Regions from separate parts of the Sus scrofa genome. Here region 2 is linked to region 1. The links are chromatin contacts, called in public Hi-C maps. All regions are on one chromosome and are shown on one strand. Each heading gives the region's core, a stretch centred on a gene start, on an enhancer-like site or on the middle of the called end of the contact. The rest is flanking DNA. Distances are from core to core; before and after follow the strand shown. Region 1 holds the start of NFKBIA (NFKB inhibitor alpha). Region 2 overlaps KIAA0391 (mitochondrial ribonuclease P protein 3).

Region 1 (3,253 bases), core at 140-2,639:
CCCTGCTCACAGGCAAGGTGTAGAGGGGTATTTCCTCGAAAGTCTCGGAGCTCAGGATCACAGCCAGCTTCCAGAAGTGCCTCAGCGATTTCTGGCTGGTTGGTGATCACCGCCAAGTGGAGTGGAGTCTACCAACAGAAGAGGGACAGAAAGGATAAGCCATGGATCAAACCCACAATCCATGTTCCCCTTGAACCCTAGAGATATCCTGGTTGTGCGTGCCGCTCCTCCCAGACAGATACAAGGGGTTAAGGAAACAGACGGGAGACCCCAGGTGGGCTTCATAAAAGCCTCACCAAATCAATGGGATTTTTCCTTCCTCTCTAGGATGTTGGCTGATTCAGATGTAAAAGCTCAGGGCGGATCATGACTAGGGGCAGTTAATTGGGAAATCATTGGAAATAACTGTGCTAGATCCAGCTCCATCAAGGGGTCAGAGAGGCAGAACCCAAGAGGCACGGGGCGGGCAAGCAGCGCACCTGCTGCAGGTTGTTCTGGAAGTTAAGAAAAGCCAGATCTCCCTTCACTTGGCGGACCACTTCCATGGTCAGTGCCTTCTCTTCATGGATGATGGCCAAGTGCAGGAACCTGAGGGGAAGAGAGGGAAAACCCCCAGGGCTGGTGAGTGCACTGCGTGGGGCCCAGGGAGGCACAGCCCGCAGGGGATTGCGCAAGCCCGGGGTTTCTGGAGGCCGAGGCCGCGGTGTTTTCCGCGAGGTTATTATGAGCTGAGTGTTCCTGGCAGGCACCCAGGGACTTTCCGCCCCCCCCCCCTCCCCAGGCGGCGGGCGCCGGCCAGACCGCCCCGCCCTCCCGCCGGGCCGGAACGCCCTGTACTTCCCCTCCCGCCCGCCAGCGGGGCAGAAACTCCCGCCCCCCCTTATGCAAGCGGGGACTTCGCGTCCCCGTGGCCGCCCCGCCCCCGGCCGAGGGGACCCGCAAAGGTGGGTGAGGGGTGGGAGGTGTGCACGGCTGCAAGGTAGAGCCGCGGGACCACGGCCCCAATCCCCGATCCCCGGCTCCCACGCGCAACCGTGCACCTTTGCACAGCCTCGGGGTCCGTGCACGAACCCCGATTCGCGGCCGCAGCGCGGGCCCCGCACCTCCGGCTGCAGGCCCAGCGCCCCCACCCGGCCCCGCCACCCGGGCCCGCGACACTTACGAGTCTCCGTCCTCGGTGAGCTGCTGCTTCCAGGGCTCGGCGCCGCGGGGCGCCTCCTGCGGCTCGAGGCGGATCTCGCGCAGCTCCTTCACCATCTGCTCGTACTCCTCGTCCTTCATGGAGTCCAGGCCGCTGTCGTGGCGGTCATCCAGTAGCCGCTCCTTCTTGAGCGCGTCCCGGGGCCCCTCCATGGCCCACTCCTGGCCGGGCTCTGCGGGCTGGAACATGGCGCGATGAGGGCTTGGGCGCTGCTCCCTAGGTGCGCGGGCCACAGGCTGCGCGGCGCGCTGGCTGCTCGCGGTGGCTCGGGCGGGCGGGACGATGGCCTCGGACTGTTGTGGGCTCGGCAGCGCCGCCGCGGCGCCCTATAAACGCTGGCAGGGGATTTCTCCTGGGCGGGGTCAAGCTCGGGGAATTTCCAAGCCAGTCAGACCAGAAAAGAGAACTGGCCTCGTCCTCTGCTGGGGGAAAAAGAAGCCTAAACCCCGCGCCCGGGTTCATCAGAGAAACTCCCTGCGATGAGCCACTGGGGTCATGTACAGGGAACTTTTTAATGCACGCTGAGTGGCTGGAAAGTCCTCCCGACCCGGCCCCCTCCCCCGGTACTTCCCTGCAGCCTGCAGTCAGTAATCCTGGCCCTCTGCATGGAACCTTATTTTCCCTGGGGTTTCCCACGATCGATTTGATTTGGGGTCGTCGGCTGCTAAGATCCCAAGGATGGAGAACTGCTGGTTTGCTGACCTGCCGATGCTTTCCTTTTTTTTTTTTTTTTTTTTTTTTAATCTCTTGAAAATGGGAGTGGAAATGTTGGCTGGATCTAGGGATTCACTTCCCTAAACTCCTGGGGAAGGACACACTGAGGGTGGAAGGTCGCCGGCTGCCTCTGCGTTCCTACCAAAGACCAGGCTCCTGGCAGTGCAGGGACATAAACCTCCCCCTCCCTCAAGCCCCCCTCAGGTAGAAGTCGTGAAAGCTTTAGCATTAACAGCGTAAATGCTTAGAGAACCCTCAAATCATTTCCTCGGTATGAACAGTCCTGTTGACTGGGGGAGGAGCAAGCACTCTGCCCTGGATGCTGGAAAATGCTGGATATGACTGGGCTATTTTTCAGGGAAAGCAAGGTGTTAATTTTTATAGCAAAGGTTGTAGATACTTTGCAGTGACAAAATAATTACTGAGGTCGTGTTCCTCCATTTGCACTGTGCTGCTGCAGAGAACCTACTTGTGGGGGCCGCTTTCTAGAAGCATTTGGAGAAGGTGGCTAAAGAATGGGTTGAGTAGTATTTTACCCAAGATTGGGCCTTAAAGATGGCTAAGAAAGTAGTTGCCAGGCATACTGCAGGAGGCTCAGGGCAGCCCCAAGGTGGCCTTCATCCTGCCCCTGCTGGCTTCTTGGGGGACAAAGGAGGGGGCAGCAGTTGGACCTGTCCATGCCATATGGGTAGCTACTCCAGGTTCACCATGTCCAGGTCTCAGCTGCAGAAACAGAAGTATGCTCTCTGCCCCATCCCCACCTCCTAGCCAATGAAAGGAATGCATTCATCTACTTCTAGAAATGGTCCAGGCCCTAATAAAGCAACTTGGATCAGACTTTTTCAGAAGGCACCCCAGGAAGCTTTTATAGTTTTGCAGAGATTTCTCGTGATTGTTGCAATCATCTTCAACTTGACTGGCCATGCACCAACCAATCCTTTTCCTCTCCTCATCTCCCCCTCCCCAATACCCCCACCTCTGATATCTGAATGTAGGGATGACAGACAGAATATGAGGGACAAAATAAAATCAAGAAAGAAATCTTTGGGGTAGTAACGATCACATAATAAAATGAAAACTGTCCAGGGAGAGACTCTGTATGTCTTTGTAGGCATTTGATAGACAAATACATCATTATTAGGCAAGGTGGCATGTGACGCTAAGTAGGAGATCTCACTTCCCAGCTCCACCCTTAATGAGCTGCACATTAGTTGAATGAATTAGCTACCTTTGCTATGGGGTACCTTCTTTTATAATAACAAGGTTGGATTTAATGATATTTAGATTTTTTTCCAGATTAAAAATGGTATTACTTGGAGTTCCTGTCGTGGCTCAGAG
Region 2 (3,202 bases), core at 459-2,958, 180 kb before region 1:
AAGAAAGTTAAAGAAAACAGAAAAAAATAAGGATTGGCTGTTTATTCATTCAATTCAGAAGTATATCATTAGCTTATATCTAATTTAAAAATAATACCATTTTTATTGGTATTATTGTATTATTTGTATTAATTCAGGAAGAATTGATATGACATTTATTCTCTCCATATAAGAAAATGATATACTTGGGAATTCCCGTTGTGGCACAGCAGAAACGAATCCGACTAGGAACCATGAGGTTGTGGGTTTGATCCCTGGCCTCGCTCAGTGGGTCAGGGATCTGGTGTTGCTGTGGCTGTGGTGTAGGCCGGCAGCTGTAGCTTCAATTAGACCCCTGGCCTGGGAACCTCCATATGCCACAGGTGTGGCCCTAAAAATGATATACTCTTACCCTCGTTTTAGATATTTTTTTTAGGTTTTTTTGTTTGTTTTTTGGGGCTGCATCCACAGCATATGGAAGTTCCCAGGGTCGAATCAGAACTATAGCTCCCAACCTATGCCACAGCCACAGCAACGTGGAATCTGAGCCACATCTGTAACCTACACCACAGCTCACAGCAACACCGGATCCTTGACCCACTGAGCGAGGCCAGGGATCGAACCTATGTCCTTATGGATTCCAGTCAGATTTGTTTCCACAATACCACAAAGGGAACTCCCGACTTTTTAGTTCTTTTAAAATGAACTTTTCTTTTAGAATAGTTTTAGACTTACAGAAAAAAAAATTGCAGTGATAGTTCAGGGAGTTCCCACATGCCCTCTACCTACCTTTCTCTGTCATTAACATCTTCCTTTTTTTTTTTTTTTTTTTTTGGATTTTTAGGGCTGCACATGCAGCATATGGATGTTCCCAGGCTAGGAGCCTAATCGGAGCTGGCCTAAGCCACAGCTACAGTAATGCCAGATCCAAGCCACATCTGCAACCTACACCATGGCTCATGGTAGCAAGGCCAGGGATTGAACCCAAGTCCACATGGATACTAGTTGGACTCGTTACTGTTGAGCCACAATAGGAACTCCAACATCTTCTGTTAGTTGTAAATTTGTCACAGTTAATGAACCAACATGGATACATTATCATTCTCCAAAGCTCGTACTTTGTTCGTATTCCCTTAGTTTTCACTTGCTATCCTTTTTCTTTTTTTTTAATTTCTTTTTTTTAATTTATTTTCCCACTGTACAGCAAGGGGGATCAAGTTATCCTTACATGTATACGTTACAATTACATTTTTTTCCCCACCCTTTGTTCTGTTGCAACATGAGTGTCTGGACATAGTTCTCAATGCTATTCAGCAGGATCTCCTTGTAAATCTATTCTAAGTTGTGTTGCTGTCCTTTTTCTAACAGGATCCCTTCCAGGATCCCACATTACATTTAGCTGTTGTGTCGTGAGACTCCTCTTGGCTGTGACAGTTTCTGGACGGGCCTTGATTGTGATGAGCTTGACAGTTTTGAGGAGTACTGCGTAGGTGTTTTGTAGACTGTCCCACAATTGGGATTTATGTGATGTTTTCCTCATGATTAGGCTGTACTTACAGGTTTAGCAGAGGAAGACCACAGAGGTAAAATGCCGTTCTCATAGCATTTTTTAGTAAAAGTACACACTAGCAATGTGACTTATCGCTGTTGATGTGATATTGATCACCTGACTGAGGGAGTGTTTGTCAAGTTTCTCCACCGTGAGGTTATTTTTTTCTCCCCCGCTTTTCCTACTGTTATTTTTGGAAGGAAGTCAGTGTGCAGCCCACACTAAAAGTGGCAGCAGTTATGCTCCGCCTCCTTGGGGGCAAAGTATTTACACAAGTTATTTGGAATTCTGCTTGGGAAATGTGTCTGTTCTCCCCCATTTACTTATTTTATCACTTATTTATAGTAGTATGGACTTGTGGATATTTATTTTATACTTTAGGTTATAATCTAATATTACATTATTTTGTCATTATCATTTTTTTAGCTCTGGAAGCTGCAAGCTTTTTGTTGGCTCTTGTGTTCCTTTGCCATTTGCTCATTAGTGTGTGTTTTTTGAGCACTTCCTTACTTCTGGCGCTCCAGAAATCCTAATTTGTACAACATTTTTTTTTTCTTTTTCTTTTTTTTTTTCCGGCCATGCCTATGGCATATGGAAGTTCCTGGGCTAGGGGTCAAACCCAAGCCACAGCAGTGCAATGCTAGATCCTTAACCCACTGAGCCATGAGGGAACTCCTACAACATTCTTTAAAAGCTAAAAAAACATTGATAATTATATAGGTTACTTCAGTTTTCTCTCAAGAAAAAAGTGCTATCCCCTTTTTTGATTATTGAGGACAGCACAAAGGAAAGGTTAGCATTTTTCCTACTTTTACTCCATTTTTCAAATTCCAGTAATATTTGTTTCTGCCACTTAGTGTAATAGTTTTGCCAAGTCCCACCCCTCCCCCTTTCTTTTTTCCAAGGATTAATCTTGTTTGTGGTTTGCCTGTTTTGGAGGATCAGCATGTGTTTTGGGTGTTATTTTTCCTTTTCTGCCTCCTTAGCAGTGGAGTAGTAGGAAGGGCTTCAAAGGGGAAACTGAAATAGTATATAAACTGGTTCAGAGCAGCTCTCCTATTCCTTTGTCTCAAGTAGTCAAAAAAGCAGTTGTTACCCAACTATTAACACTGGTTACCTCCATAGGGGATGGTTATGGTTTTCTATATGATGCATTTATGTAGTGTTGGAATATTTTAAAATAAAGAGCTTATATTTCTTTTATAGACTGGAAAATGTTAGAGGTTTATTTTTAGAGTCAGTGGAAATGCAAAGAAAAGAACTTACCCTTTCCGTGGTTTGCAGTGCTTTGGAACTTAAAAACTTTTTTCCACACATGATACTCTCAACACTTTTGGTTCTTTTGCATCAATTTTGTTTAGCTCTACCTGCGTTTTTCCTAGTTTAGCTGTACTAATAAAATTGGCATGTCTATCCAGTTATTTTTTGTAATTGCAAGATTATATTTAGCATTTAAAGGTTGCTTGGGATTCCCTAATGATTGTTTCAAGTGCATAAGACTTCTCTTTAGCAGGGTTATAAATATATTATAATAGGTAGAGGCCCTTTTTACGTATGTCTCATGAAAAGACATAGTTGTTTTGGTGTGTTGCTGCAGAAGGAATAGGTGGGGATCTTTCCCACTGTTTCTCTGCTCTTTTCCATGCTGTTCTGAGACTTGATTTCTTTTTCTTT

The links. A called contact is a pair of places that touch in the nucleus more often than the background predicts.
Region 2: a Hi-C map of liver shows a contact between it and region 1, with 2.6 times the contacts expected there. The contact joins the enhancer-like site here to the promoter of NFKBIA in region 1. A contact is called at or near these places in 5 of 5 promoter capture datasets (fetal liver, fetal skeletal muscle, liver and 1 more), 28 of 47 Hi-C or Micro-C datasets (adipocytes, adipose tissue, alveolar macrophages and 14 more) and 2 of 2 datasets of contacts at active chromatin or transcription factors (alveolar macrophages and skeletal muscle).

Annotation. Positions count from the first base shown.
Region 1 is chr7:64,506,255-64,509,507 of Sscrofa11.1, reverse strand. NFKBIA (NFKB inhibitor alpha) reads right to left here and starts at 1,389. Exons shown (of 6, transcript NM_001005150.1): 1 at 1,163-1,389; 2 at 480-588; 3 at 1-128. The coding sequence starts at 1,389. It overlaps LOC110261573 (a long non-coding RNA gene), which reads left to right and starts at 595. Exons shown (of 3, transcript XR_002345861.1): 1 at 595-944.
Region 2 is chr7:64,688,402-64,691,603 of Sscrofa11.1, reverse strand. The region is part of intron 5 of KIAA0391 (mitochondrial ribonuclease P protein 3); the gene reads left to right. Among named protein-coding and RNA genes, the nearest start is that of PPP2R3C, 73 kb to the left of the region's middle. Within about 2 kb of position 1,708, at least 6 of the 83 cell types and tissues checked have an H3K27ac peak or open chromatin away from gene starts, as enhancers often do. A contact at or near this core is called in fetal liver, liver and omental adipose tissue, where this site is marked.